Linked DNA regions of Oryctolagus cuniculus: region 1 is linked to region 2. The links are chromatin contacts, called in public Micro-C maps. All regions are on one chromosome and are shown on one strand. Each heading gives the region's core, a stretch centred on a gene start, on an enhancer-like site or on the middle of the called end of the contact. The rest is flanking DNA. Distances are from core to core; before and after follow the strand shown.

Evidence for each region. A called contact is a pair of places that touch in the nucleus more often than the background predicts.
Region 1: a Micro-C map of ear pinna shows a contact between it and region 2, with 1.8 times the contacts expected there. The contact joins the promoter of IFFO2 here to the enhancer-like site in region 2. A contact is called at or near these places in 3 of 6 Hi-C or Micro-C datasets (ear pinna, skin fibroblasts and an unstated tissue).

The regions. Positions count from the first base shown.
Region 1 is chr7:151,628,009-151,635,352 of mOryCun1.1, reverse strand. It overlaps IFFO2 (intermediate filament family orphan 2), which reads right to left and starts at 5,101. Exons shown (of 9, transcript XM_008265794.4): 1 at 4,184-5,101. The coding sequence starts at 4,845.
Region 2 is chr7:151,553,798-151,561,161 of mOryCun1.1, reverse strand. No RefSeq gene overlaps it. Among named protein-coding and RNA genes, the nearest start is that of IFFO2, 73 kb to the left of the region's middle. Within about 2 kb of position 5,076, at least 2 of the 8 cell types and tissues checked have an H3K27ac peak or open chromatin away from gene starts, as enhancers often do. A contact at or near this core is called in ear pinna, where this site is marked.

The DNA.
Region 1 (7,344 bases), core at 3,852-6,351, 74 kb before region 2:
TCTCTCTCTCACACACACACACACACACACCCCTTGCCTTTCAAATAAATAAATAAATCTTTAAAAAAAAAAAAAAAGAGAGAGAGACCCTCCCGTCAGCTGGGTACCAGGTGACTAACCAGGAGTGCCAGCAGCTCATAGCACACTGGACCTGCGGGGACCAGGAGGGGCTGCTGCACCCAGGGCACCACCCCGTGCCCCCGGCAGCCAGGCCGGCACAGCCAGCATGGGGTAACTTCCTCCACCAACCACGGCAGCTTCCTCCCAGCCACCAAGCTACGGGACCTCACGCCTGCCAAGCTCAATGCGTCCCTGCTTCCTTTGGGGCCAATGAAGAGAGAAGAAAGTCCTGACATAGTCCTGCCTGGGGATGGCAGGGAAGCCCTGCCCGACCCTGAGCCGTCTGAGGCAGAGGCCCGAGGGCCCCAGGACAGAGGCAGGCCACTGTGGTCTCGGGAGGCAGAAAGGTCGGCTGTGCCCCAAGCCCCTTCCGGTCCCAGACCTGAAGTGTGGAGCGAGCTGGGAGGAATCTCCCAGGAAGCCCCTCAGGTGAAGGTGGAGGTCCCGAGGCCCAGAGAAGGCAGGGGACGGCTGGAGGCTGCACAGCGCTTGACAGCGGAGCTAAACCTGCAGCCAGGCCGCCCGACGCAGAGAACCCTGCAGGTGTGTAAAGTCCGGGGGTTCGGCAGGAATGCCCCGGGGAAGAGCCCCCGCTTGCACACTCAGAACAAGACGCTTCGGTGGCACTGGGTGGTGACAGAGAAGAGCTGTTTGTTTTGGTTTCCAAATCAACGCTTGACAACCTTGCCTTTGGAGGGTTTCAGTAACCACAATGGCCACGTGGTGAAGAGTGGGCTCGGCGGAGGGGAGAGCGAAGCCGTGGTGGGCGGGGCCGGGGCCTGGGCACACCAGCCAGGGGCTCCACGCGGGGTCTGTCCGGGTCCCACTGACAGCACAGGAGGCCGTGGTAGGCAGGGCACACCGGGGACACACGGGCTACGACACAGAGCAGCCTCAAAGACGAGCAAAGTGAAAGCAGCCAGGCACCTAAGACGGGGTGCCGTGGGTCCCGTTGACAGGAAGTGCCCAGAGAAAGCCAGTGTACGGAGTTGGAGAACAGACCAGATGTGAGACAGCGCCCGCACCTGGGCACATGTTGGGGGAGGGGATGTGTGGCTCTAAAACCGCACAGTGGTGACAGTTGTGCAACTCTGTGAATGACCAAAAATCACTGAGACACCAAAACGAGTGGCTTGCATGGCACGGAAGCTACACCTCAAGGAAGCTGTGAGAGTTTTACATAGGGAATAGTGCAGGGGTGCATGGATACGGCCCCAAATCATGGAGGCAGGACCCCGAAGCCTCCAGCTGGAAGGACACAGAGCCACCACAGCCCAGGTTGCCCCCGGGGGTGCACACGGGGGGTCTCCGAGGCTGGGAGCACATCCAGGTGGACCAGGGGAAACCCTGGGAGTTTCCTTCCCTGGCCAGGCCCCGTCCATTGCTCATTGCCCGGGGCACCACGCGAAACGTCCTGCAAGGATCAGGCTTCAGGAGCCCGGGCACATGCTCTCAGGCCTGACAGGCTCACAGGTGGGGTCAGAGGGGAGCCGGGCTGGGGAGACCCCTTAAGCTCACAGAGCAGCTGGCCGGTGGTGGTTCTCAGGTTTATTGTATTTATTTATTTGAAAGGCAGAGAAAGAGGGGGAGAGAGAGAGAGAAAGAGAGAGAGAGAGAGGAGAGAGACAAAGAGAAAGAGAGATCTTCTATCTGCTGGTTTATTCCCCAGATGGCCACAGCAGCCAGGAGCCAGGAACTCCGTCAGGGTGGCTGGGTGGAAAGTGGAGCGGCCAGACCTGGAAGCAGGCTCCAGATATGCGATGCTGGCGGCCCCGGCTTACCCCGCTGCCCCACAACCCTCGCCTCACCGGCAGTTTTTAAACACTTTTCAAAGTTGCGCACTCTCCTCGCCCAAAACAGTTCTTCTAAGAAGCCCAAATGCACAACAAATGAAAAGAGAATGGGACTCTTATAACCGTACCGTGGGCTCCCACGCACCACGCTCACCTATCCAACTCCAATCAGCGAGACGGATGCGGCCACTCTGACGACAGAGCCACATCCCGGTTAAATTTATCTCCAGATCCGGCTCCAGGACATCAAGGAGGGCCTGACGCGCACAGCTAAGCAGCTACAAATGGGAGCCGTTGCAGGAGCTTGCTCGGTAACCCAGAACCCTCTTCAGACAAAGGAGGCGGAGGGGGCTGTCACTGGAGGCCGGCTGCTAACCAGGTAGCCTGGTAGTGAGATCCGGGGGGTCCGTACTCAGAACCGAGCACGTTTTTAGGAGCCCGCCGGCCCAATGTATTTCTAAATTATAACTTTTGCTAAGTGTTCACGGAACCCCACGGCATCTCCGAGGAAGCCTTGGTCTTTCAGGAGCACAGTTCTGGCCCAGGCACCTCATTCCACAGAGAGGGAGGGAGACTGAGACCCAGGAAACTGTACGCTCAATTTAGAAAAATCCAGCATGTGCCTGCCCTGAACCAACTTTGGAAAAGACAGGCCCCTCCAGTGCACGCACAGAACCAACAACTGAAGGGGAAAGAAGGTGCGTGTGCACCCCAGAGGGCGGGCAGAGAGACACCTGCCCCCCACCTGCCTCAGCAGCACCGGCTCAGGCCGGGCCAGCGCTAGAAGCTGACATCACACCCCACGCCCGGGTGCAGCGTGGACAGACCATTGCGCAAGGCCAGCCCGTCTCCCATTAAGACTGGGCACGGTTTTTTCATCTGCTTAGCAGCCAGGTCCAGAAAGCACACACACAATAAAATAAACACAGAACAAAAGCCTGCGGCATGACGACCCGGTCAACGGCGGCGGAGAGGGGAGGCCCAGTCCAGGCCAAAACAAATGCCCATTTCCCTCACCCGCACCAATGAGGCTGACCACGAGGGGCAGACGGGTGGTCTCCCCACGGCAAGGCTCCGGGCCACTCTCAAGTCCTCCGGTGGGGCAGGTACCCCAGGAGAGGCAGGCAGGACCCGCCCCAGAAGGCCACACTCCAGCCTTTCTGCTCCCAGCTGTTCCACACGGTAACCTCGGCTGAGGACCTGAACCCTTCCCCCAGGCACCACCCTCCCAAGCGTCTCCTTCTTCCCTGGGGTGGGACTGAACTGAAGTGCCCATCACCAATGCGACTGCACTTGGAGACAAAGTCCTCAAGGAGATAACTAATCCTCCCCTCCAGCAACCGTGGGCAAACACACGTGCCAGGGCCTCCAACAATCCCCCCGCCCCCAGCAAGTGACGGAGCGGACACTTGAACCCACCTGCCCCGTGCGAGACAGAGGGAGGAGACCCATGCTCCCTGGGCAGGCGGTGCAGGATGGGAGCCAAGGCCCCTCTCAGTTCAGAACCACGTCTCCAAAGGCACGGACGGGTGCCTGTGCCTGGAACGGCAGCCGCCAGGGCCTGGGGTCCCTCCCTCACTCGGGCCAGAGATGCCACAGACAGACCCCTGTCCCCTTATCAGAGATCCCCTGCAGCCAGGACTGTCCACCAGGCCGCACAGCAGCATGTAGCCAGGCCTGTGGGTGATCTGCCGCCCTGCCAGACACGGTGGTCTGCGTCCACTCAATGTCCAGTCCCCCAGCCCCACACGGTGGGCTGGGGACTCAGGCTCCCTTTGATGGGGCTCAATAAACCATGAACTCGCGCAGAGTGGGGAGCAGAGGGGCGCAGGGAGGCCGTGGCCAGGCTGAAGCAGGCAGCTGGACCACAGAGCCATAGCAAGACGCAGACCCTGGCTCCAGGGGGTGACGCCAGGGCCATGCATCTTCAAACACAGGACCTCAGGGATTCAAGGGGGCTGGCTCAGAGTCCCGACTTCTCGGCTGGGAGACAGCCAGCCAGGAGTGGCTGCAAGGCCGGTTCAGATCCCAGCTTCACCAGCGAGCGGCCCCAGCCGCCCCAGGCAAGTCACTGGGCTCCGTGCCCCACAATGTGTTCATCTGCAGGCCAGGGATGGGCCTGTCGCACACCCCGCATCAGCGGACTCCCGGGCCAGGCCCAGGGTCGCGCAGCACCCACCCCCCACCCCCATCTCGCACAGCCCCGGGCCCATCTGCCCACAGCAGCTGCCGCCGGCGCCACCCGCCCGCCCCTCCCGGGGAGCGCTCACCTCCGCTTGTACTCGTCGCGCTCCCGCTTCACCTTGGCCAGCACGTTGTAGAGCGCGCGGATCTCGGGCGTGATGGTGTCGATCTGCACGCCCACGCCGTCGGGGTGCACCCACGACACGCCGGGGCCCTGCACCGTCTCCACGCCGCCGCCGCCCGTGCGCCGCACCTGCGTGTAGCTCCAGATGGTCCCGGGCAGGCGGCCGTAGTGCTGCGGGTGCGAGCCGCCGCCGGGGGCCACCGGGGCCGCGGCGTTGGCGTTGGCGCCCGGCGCCGCGCAGCCGACCCCCAGCCCGCCGCCCGGCGCGGGAGGCCGCAGCAGCTCGGGCCCGGTCTGCACGGCCTGCTCGCGGGAGAAGGTCTTGTAGCGCAGCCGCCGCTCGCGCTCGCTCTGCTGCTGCTCCAGCTGCTTCTCCAGCAGCCGGTTGCGCCGCTCCAGCTCGTGCACTTTGGCCAGGAAGCAGCGGAAGCGCACGTTGAGTCCTTTCAGAAGGTGGATGTTGGAGCCCAGGTCGTCCCGCAGCGCCGCCGTTACGGGCGACGGCCCGGGCCCGGCTCCGCCGCCGCCGCCGCCGCCCCCGCCGGGGCAGCCGCCGCCGCCGCCGCCGCCCGGCGGGCAGCCGAAGGCCAAGGCCATCTCCCCGAACAGCAGCGAGTTGACCATGCGCCGGCTGCGCGGCTCAGGGCCCCGGGCCCGCGGCTCCAGGTGCGGCTCCAGCTCCGGGCAGGGATCCCGGCGCGGCCGGGCCAGGGCGGGCGCGGGCTCCAGCGCGGCCGGCCGGGCGGCCCCAGATGCGCGCCAGATGCGGCCTTCGCGGCGGCGGGCCGACTGCCCCCCGGATGCGGGCGCCCAGGCGAGGGAGGGGTCCGGCCGCTCCGGGACGCGGTGGAGGCCGAGGCGGCCGCGCGAGGACGCTGAGGGTCGCGAGTCCGGGCGCCGGGGCTGTCAGAGGCGCTGTGGAGGGGCCGCGGCAGCCGCACGCAGGGGACTCTCCGCCGGCACTGCCCCTTCTGCGGTGGCCCCGCCCACTGCAGACACGCGCCCCGCCCCCTCCGGGCCCCGCCCCCTCCTCCTCCCTCTGCGGCGATCCCGGCGCCCGAGGCCCCGCCCCGAAGCCCGCAGCGCCGGGCCACGCCCACGGGCCCTTGGCTCCGCCCCCCAAGGGGGGGCCTCCGCTCTCTGCGCCGCGCTGACTGGCCGCGGCAGCTCTGACCCCGCCCAGATCCCCGGCGGGGCCACGCCCTCCCCTGCGCTGGGTCCCGCCGCTGCGCGGGGCTCGGATTCTCTGCGTGGGGACGCGGACCGCAGAGCAGTACCAGGGTTCTGCGGGAACCGCCGCAGAGCCGGCCCGGCCTCTTAAAGGGACCGTCGGGCTCGGCAGCGGGGTCGCCCCCTCTCCCACGTGGTCTGCGGAGGAGGCTCGGCTGCTCTGTCCTCCCTCAACCCCGGACCCTTCCCCCTGCCCCAGATTCCGAGGGATGCGGCCGACAGCGTCCTGGAAGGGCTGAGGGACCACGGCGTCCGCAGGTGCAGCGGCACCCCACTCCCCACCCCCCAGAAGCGGCCTGGATCGACCTTCGCGGGCTAAGGCCGCGCTTCCGCCAGCACGTCCCCCACGCGGCCGAGCGGGCGCTGCTCGCGGTCCCCTCCACCGCCAGGCCGCGCGTCCCCGCCTCCAGCCGAGGGCTCGCTGCCCAGAGACCGGGCACTGCCCAGCCCGCTGGTCTACCGCGAGGGTGGGGCGTGACACCTGCGCGCTCTGCCCGGCCGCCTGCGTCCAGCGGCCGTAGGGGGCAGCATCGGGCGGACGGTCTGCAGGATGCTTGCGTGCTCTGCTTGGTTCTTTCAAACGCGTTTTCACAGCTGCCCCCCTAGAGGCCCAGCTGCGCCCCTCCTGGTGCAGACACTGGTGTATGCGCCGTGTCCTGCTCGCTTGTTACCCCCATTTCACAGAGCAAGTCCCCGAGACCTAGGTAGCCGCCAGGGTTCCAAAGCGCCTGCTCTAAGCGGCCTCTGACACTGCCCCTGCCCGTGAACCTGGGAGGGGAGGTGACCGCGACCTTTGAGCAACTGTGGCTTGTCCAGATACTGTGGCCTGGTGCAGGTTCTTCCAGCCACATTGTTTGAATTGCAGTTTAATTTCTGACTTGTTAGCAACGTTTGTGTTTGTTTTGTCTCTGTGCAGAAGCTTAAGGGCAGGTACCCTGTCTTCCAGGGACAATGCCCCGGTGCTCTGAGTGACAAAGGAAACCCGAGGAGATGGGCTTCCTGTGGGGTGACATGGCTGTGACGGTAGTCTGTGTGCTGTTGAGGCAGGGACAAGAACAAAGCCTCCCGGGAGTTCCTGACCTCAGCCCCAGCCCCTTGCTCCCTGGCGTGGGACAGCCAGCTCCAAAACTCACCTGCCCTGGATCCCTCCTCTGCCCCACGAGCCAATCTGGCCACCGGCTGGCTTCCCTAACCCACAGGATCAAATCCCCTTGAAGCAGGGATTGGCGGAGGATAGGACGCTGCCCGTGACATTGGAGTGGACAGAAGTTCAATCTTTATTTGCACTTTGTTCTAAAATGGTGTTTAGCCTCTCCTTTGAGGGTGAGCGTAGGCTGCGTGTGGAAGTCCTTGTGGTTTGTCCCTATTGGAATCTCGGGTGGGTGTTGTGGCGCGGCAGGTGAAGCCACCACTGGGGTCACAGTGCCTGGGGTCAAGTGCTGCTCCCCCTTACAGCTCCACTTCCTGCTAATGTGCACCCAGGGGGATCACAAGTACCTGGGTCCCTGCCACCCACAGAGACCCAGGCTCCTGGCTTCAGCCTGACCCAACCCAACTACTGCAGGCATTTGGGGAGTGAAACAATTAAAAATATCTCTCTCTACGTCTTTTGCCATCTGTCACCCTCTCTGTGTGTCACTCTGCCTTGCAAATAAATAAATGAAATGTATCTTTAAAAATAAATCAGATTTTTCATATCACACCACAATTATTAAAGATATCTCAGGATAACAAGTAAGCTGCCACAATTCTGAAATCAAAGTCATATTAGACCCACCAGTGAATATTATTTAATGTATTAAGAAAGGACATACATTACTACATCACAAATTTGTCCTTAATCCTTTGATATTTGTATTTTAGTAAAATTGTTGTCATTATAATCCTAAAGCA
Region 2 (7,364 bases), core at 3,827-6,326:
GGAATAACTGGAGTCTCCCCAGGGTGTTGCAGAAACTGGGTTGGGCCTCTCTGTTCTAAGCTCTGAGAACAGCCCTGGAGGCCACTTCCTGGATGCTGATTGGCTGTCAGTGGGGCGAGGACCCAGGCAGGCGGCAAGAAGGATGGTGATGTAAGTGGAAAGAATGGCCCGTGCAAAGGCCCTGCTTGGGGGCCCAGCGTGCTCGGGGCACTGTCTGGAGCCCCGATGAGCAGGTGGAGTTGGCCATGGCCTTGAGGAGCCTGGAGTGTGGGTGTGAACGGCGCTGCATAGCCTTGGAGGATGCTTGGGCTCTGCGCAGGTGTCTAAATGTCTTAGGTGGGTGGCTTGGTCCCAGCTACACGGGAGACCCATGGAGGGCAGAACGCAGCCTCCCGGGGTCTCCTTATAAGCCTGGGAAGGAGGCTGACGAGGGGGAGGTCCAGAGAGGGGAAGTGACCCGCCCCAGTCCCCCAGAGGCAGAGCTGGGATTCGAACCATGATCTGCGTCGCCAAAGCCTCAGCTCAGAAACCCCATGGCTGGGTCTGGCCGGCCCATTCAAGCTGTCCCCTAGGTCCCAGCTCCCAGGAGACCAGGCAGCAGGTGGGCGGCCTCCAGGGAGCGCCTCCCTGGCAACCTGGGCCCTGCCTCAGTTGTCCCAGGTGCTAGGGAAGTCACCACCAGCTCAGGCATGACTAACGCTGGAAAGATGTGCTGAAAGTTAGCGCCGGTGACTAAGAGGAAGCAAAGGTGTCCCTCGGCTCCCCGCCCCCACCCCACGCAGCCGTTGCCCAATTCCTTCTATTGGGAAGGAGGTGTGGGCCCGTGTGATTGCCGCAGCCCGGCTGCCTCCAGCCGGCCGCCTTGCCCACCCCACCCGGGCCGTGGCAGGATGCCCGCGTGTCCGTCATCGCCCCCGGGCCCTGGCACAGAGCTGGCCGTCATCCCCATCAACCGAGCGGAAGCCACTCCTCGGCCTGGCACGCGATGCCCTGTCCGCCAGGCTCAGCCCGCGAGTCCCCACGTTCCAAACTTCTGCCCCCGTCGTTTTTGCCATTTGGGCTTCAGCCACGCCAGGCCCCCGCCAACCCGACACCACACTGGGTTTTCCATGTGTTGACTCCAACTCTTATAGCCCCTGCTTGGTCACCAAGCCACTCCTGGTCACCCTAGTCCTGGAGACTCCAAGCACTGCCCACTGGGGCCCAGCCTGGGTCACCTGGAGATGGGAGTCACCTGCCCAGGGGTCTGTCCTGGTTCCCACGTGATTTCAGGAGACCCCATGCTAAGTCCTCCTTGGAGCACCCTGCACGGACACCCAGGCCAAGCCAGTACTCCCACCATGGCGCCCTGCTCCCAAACAGGTGGCTGTAGCCCTTGGGACGAGGGGTCATGGCGACTTCTTCCTGCGCCTGTCTTCCCATAAGGCTATGAGCCTTCGGCGCCTAGAACCCCAACTCAGAGGTTGGACATGGGAGACAGGGAGGATGGAAAGAAAGGAGGGAGGGAGAGAGGGCACCAGGCAGTCTCGTCTTGCTAAGGGGAACTTATTACCTTCAAAGAGAGGGCAATGTCAGGGCCAGTGCTGTGGCTTAGCAGGTAAAGCTGCTGCCTGCAACACCAGCATCCCCTATGGACTCCGGTTCGAGTCCTGGCTGCTCCACTTCTGGTCCAGCTCCCTGCTAATGTGCCTAAGAAAGCAGCAGAGGATGGTCCAGGTGCTTGGGCCTCTGCCACCCATGTAGTAGACCCAGAAGAAGCTCCTGGCTCCTGGCTTTGGCCTGGCTCAGCCCCAGCCATTGTGGCCATTTGGGAATGAACCCTCGGATGGAAGATCTTTCTCTCTGTGTCTCTCCCTCTCCCTCTCTCTCTCTATGTAACTCTGCCTTTCAAATAAAATAAAGGTTTTAAGAAAACAAAGGGACAGTGTGGCTGCTCGCACTGTTGGAACAGTGCTACTCGCCAGTGCATCTCTGTCCTAGACGGAGGATCAGTATGCGTGTGTGTGTACATGTGTTCACGTGTGTGTGCACGTGTGTGTGTACCTGTGGGTGTGGGTATGCACACACGCACGTGTGTGTGTGTGTGTGTGTGTGGAGGGCTTACATATTTTAGGCTCTGTGTGTCCTCTCTGCTCATCTTGGTACATTCTTCTGTTGTTTGTTTTCACAACCCTTTAAAAACACAAAAGCTGCTCTTACTAACTGGCTGCACAAACACAGGCCAGGGCAGCATTCGGGCACCAGCCTGGACTCTACACACCCAGAGACGTCAGTAAGGAGAGAAAGGTCGGGGCTGCTGGGTGGCGCAGGGCTTGCGCTGCACGCGACGCTGGCCTCTCTCGCTGGAGCACTTGGTTTGATTCCCAGCGGCTCTGCGTCTGTTGCAGCCCCTGCGAATGCAGGTGGCCCAAGCGCTTGGGCCCCTTGTACCCCCGTGGGAGGCCTGGGTAGGGTTCCTGGGCCTGGCTTCGGCTTGGCCCAGCCCTGGATATGGAGACCTTTTGGAGAGTGAACCGGCAGGTGGAAGAGCTCATTCGTGCGTGCTGTCTCTCTCTCTCTCTCTCTCTCTCTCTCTCTCCCTCTCTCTCTCTGCCCACGCCCCCCCCCCACCAGTCACTCTGCCTTTCAAATAAATGCATCTTAGAAAGGGAGGAGCATTGTAAACCCCCCTCCAGGAATCGGCACTGTCGACATTTCGGCCGGTTTCTCTAGGCTCTTGCATAATCTACATTTTACAATGGAGAGTTAAACCCTCCTACTGTTCACTCACTGGCCATGTACAGTCAACAGCCAGGGGTGGCCCAGCTTCATGCCACTGATGGTGGAGCCAGGATGCTGGCTTTGGGGTGTTCTTTTTTTTTTTTTTTAAGATGTATTTATTTGAAAGGCGGAGTTACAGAGAAAAAGAGGCAGAGGCAGAAAGAGAGAGATTTTCCATTCGCTCGTTCACTCCCCAAATGGCCGCAATGGCCAAGGCTGGGCCAGGCCAAACCAGAAGCCAGGAGCCTCATCTGGGTCTCCCACAGGGGTGCAGGGGCCAAACACTTGGGCCATCCTCCACTGCTTTCCAAGGAGCACTAGCAGGGAGCTGGATCAGAAATGGAGCAGGTGGGTCTCAAACTGGCACCCATATGGGTTGCAGGCACTACAGACAGAGGCTTAACCCGCTACACCGCAGCGCCAGCCCCCAGGACAGGCAGTGCTGCGTGGCATGGGCCTCGCCGTGTCCTTGACTTCGTCTCTGTTGGGTGTAGTCAGAGAGACCGGAATGGGTGGAGTTGCTGGACTGTGTCCCCCGCAGGACCCCCGCAGTGGACACAAGGAAGTGCTTCTTGCTGGCTATTTTGTTTTATTGTTTATATTCCTTCTCTCGTGGCTTTCCAGCCTCGGTGCAGAGGAGCAAATGGCGCTGGTGGACACAGAAGCAGAGGCGCCGGCCGGCACCTGCTCCGACCCCCAGAGCAGATGAAGCCCCGCCGTGCAGCGGGCCCAGATGATCAGGGCCTGGCCAGGCGATGGAGCCGCCAGCCCTGAGCCCTGAGCCCCGGAGCTCTCTCTCAGGCCAGGCGACACGGAAGTGGCCCCTGCCACAGATGTCTGTGAGGGCAGCTGACGTGTGCAGACTCCAGGAGACCCACTCCTCGCCTTCCAGGGAGAGTGGGGAAGACGCCCTGCAAAGCCAGCCCTGGCGGTCAGGAGCCCCTGGGCCCGTCCTGGGACAGCCAGGTGATTGACAGGCATGGGGTTGGGGGGGCAGCAGCCCCGTGCAGGATGAAAGCCCAGAATGCATAGTGGACCCCGTCCAGGCGCATACGGACTCGTCCAAGTCTCCCACCCTTACAGGGACGAAACCAATAGCGCAGCGGGGGTGGCGAACTCGCCCGGGCACACCGTGGGCAGTGGGAACCCTGCGCCAGGCTCTCTGCCTGCCTTCAACACCGGTGCTCGGGGCCTGGATCCCGCTGCGGGTGGGGGTACACCCCCACCCTCTAGAACGGGTGCACCTGCAGGAGTCCCCAGGCCGACGGGAGCTGTGCCCTCCTCTGAGCAATGGGCGCCTCACACCGCCCCACACAGCCCACAGGAGGGCTGGCAGGGGGCGGACACGAGAGGGAGGACTGGAGGGGGTGACCCCGGGCTGAGGCAGCCTGCAGGGAGCCGTCCTGGAGAAGCGGCCCCTGTGTGCCTCTCACAGCCGGGGGCCCTGGGCTTTCCAAACCTTTCCCTGCCCCACCCGGTCCAGAGTTCCTCCCCACCTCCCCTGGGTGTTGTGACAGCGTCTGCCTGGGCTTCCTGCCACCTGTCTCCACCTTGTGTCCACCCTCCCCACCCTGTCGCAGGCGCCACTGCCCTTGAAACAGAACCTGGCCTTGTCACTGTCTGGCCCCAAACCCCTCTGCGGCCCCCAGCGTCCTGGTGGTTTCCTCCCTGGATCTCGGGGTAGGGGGTACCCCCTCCTCAGTGCCCCATGTGGCTCTGGGTAAGTCTGAAACCTCCGTGGGGGGCTGAACATTTGGCACAGTGGTTAACGCGCCCCATGGGACATCCACGAGCGGGGTTCAAGTCCCCGCTCCACTGCTGATCCCAGCTTCCTGTGATCCACACCGTGGGAGGCGGCAGGTGATGGCTCAAATGCTTGGGCCCCTGCCACGCACCTGGGAGGACCAAGTTGAGTGTGGGCACTTGGCTTCAGTCTGGCCAGTGTGGCTGCTGCAGGCATTTGGAGCATGAACCAATGAATGGAAGATGGATCTGTCCATCTGTCTGTCTATCATCTATTGATCTAGCTACCATCTGTCGTCTATCATCTCACCCTTCCACATATATAACAATAAGAAAGAGATCTCCGTGTGTTCCCTTCCCCGGGGCCCAGCAGGAGCTGGGAAGACCCTCACCTTCACACCCCAGTGCCCACGCCCAGAGTCAGCCCGCAGCCCCAGGTCCAGGACCCAGCGACGGCAGGGGAGCAATGGGCCCGGGGCCACGCTCCGCGCACTGACTACCTGTCCGGGGCTCCGGCCCACGTGCCAGCCCGGGTGGAGCTGGGGTGCCAGTGAGAACCCAGCAGGCCAGGCAAGAAGGTGCTTGTCTGAGAAGCCAGGCAAGGGTGACCTCACCGCTGAGTCAGCCTCCCCGCGGGCTCCCCCCTCCCTGGAGGGGCAGCGCCTGGGACAGTTTCAACAGGCAAGGTGCATGGTGGGGGCCAACAAGCGAGGCGGGTGAGTCAGGGAGGGGGGACGCCTTGCCCTTCAAAGGGAGCCGCCTCCCTCGCACCTGTCCCTCCGCACACGTCACTCCCACGCAGGAAAGGGGAGAGGGTGGCCACGGGAGGCAGGAGGCCCAACTAGCATTCATCCGGGAATCAGGGAGGACAGCAGCCGGGCCCGATTCCCGCTTCCTGCTACTGTGCACCCTGCGAGGCAAACGCGAGAGGCCTGGATGGAGTATTTGGCTCCCGGCTTTAGCCTGGTCCAACCCCAGCCACTGCGGGCATTTGGGGAATGACACAGTGAAGGATGGGAGATTGATCTCTCTCTTTCTCTCTCTTTCAAAAAAATAATTGTTTTTCTTGCATCCCACAGGAGTAAGTATTCCCCGGAAAAGCCTGGAGCCTGACTTTGGAGGCCCAGCGCAGTCGACAAAAACCCCAAAGTGAAGCCCCCGTGCTCCTCACTCGCGCAGTGGAACACCGGCCAAATCCACGCCGCGACAGGACCGCCACGTGGCCACGTACGCGCCGGCAGCCACACCCAAGAGGAAAGGTCTCCAGCGAAACGCATTTCAACCCGGCGTCTCCGTAACCCCGACAGGCGCGGCACACAGGAAGTGGTGACGGGCTCCCGACAGCCTCGTCCGCGTCTGGGTCTTCCCAAGCCAGCGTGTGTTGTACGCCTGCGACTTCCTGCATTTTGACTGTGTAGGTCTCCTTCAGGGCGCAGGGGTCTTGTGCACGGTGGCCACCTAGAGCCTTGCCAGTTCTGTGACTCGGAGGGCGTTGGGCGTGGCGGCCTCGATGTGCCTGGGACCCCCGCATCCCACACAGAACGCGCTGGGCTCCATCCTAGCTCTGTTCCCTGTTCCAGTTCCCGTGCACCCTGGGAGTGAGCAGCTGACGGGTCCTGGCCACCCCCTTGCAAGGCCTGGGCTTTCTGGCTCCTGGCTTTGGGTTGGCCCAGCCCCAGCCACTGTGAGCCTTTGGGGAACGAAACAGCTCTCTATATACTGTCTCTGTGCCCTTCGAAATAATAAATTTTTTAAAATTTTTATTTATTTATGTGAGAGGTAGAGTACAGAGAGAGAGAGGTCTTCCATCCGATGGGTCACTCCCCAATTGGCTGCAAAGGCTGGAGCTGTGCCAATCCAAAGCCAGGAGCCAGGAGCTTCTTCTGGGTCTCCCATGTGGGTGCAGGAGCCCAAAGACTTGGGCCATCATCCACTGCTTTCCCAGGCCGTAGCAGAGACCTGGATCGGAAGAGGAGCAGCCGGGACTCGAACTGGTGCCCATATGGGATGCCAGCACTGCAGGCAGCAGCTTTACCCGCTACACCACAGCGCCAGCCCCCAAATAAACTTTTAACTCCACTTTCCACAAATTTTTTCAAGTCCCTTCAGACATGGCTGGGCTGGGGTTCAGCTCCTGGCCACCTGGCTCCTGGGCCCCTATGCTGGTGCCCGGGTCTACACTGCTGGCCCCCGGGGACTGAGCGGAGACGCCTGGCTCAGCGTCTGGCCTGCAGGAGACCCTGCATCAAACCGTCACTGCTGCTACCACCCTCAACCGAAGCCAGCGCCAGCGTGGGAAGCGCCCCTGGGTGACCTCCCAGCACCAGGCCACAGCTGGGTCACAAGCTTCCCCTGCACCGAGGGGAATTCGGCTCAGAGGCAGCTTCCTCATGGCTCAGGTGTGGAGGCCTCCGAGGGAGGATGATTCAGGAGCTGAAGAGCCTGGGGCTTGTGGCTCTGGGGACCGGGGGCGGGCAGGGAGGGGCCTGGTGGGAAAGGCAGCCCCGACAGCGGCCCCAGGGCCAGAAGTCAGGTGTGGGCGACTCGTCTGGGTCCCACGGCCAGGCTCTTTGGAGTGGGCAGGGTTCAGGGCACTGTGAAGGTGGGGCTCAGAGGTCAAAGGCTCAGGAGCCTGGACGCGCCCTTGGCCAAGATGCTTGCCCGCCCGGGCCTGGGAAGGAAGGACGGACCTGCTTTAGGACAGGGTCAGCCACAGCCAACTCAAGGAAGTCTGATTCCACCTGGTCCCAACGACTTCCAGCTTCGGGTGAGGCAGGCAACAGCTGCTCTAAAAATCACCCAGGCGCCTACTTTTTCCCACCATCCCCCTGCAACGGCCGCAGAGTCCGTGCCACTCATGG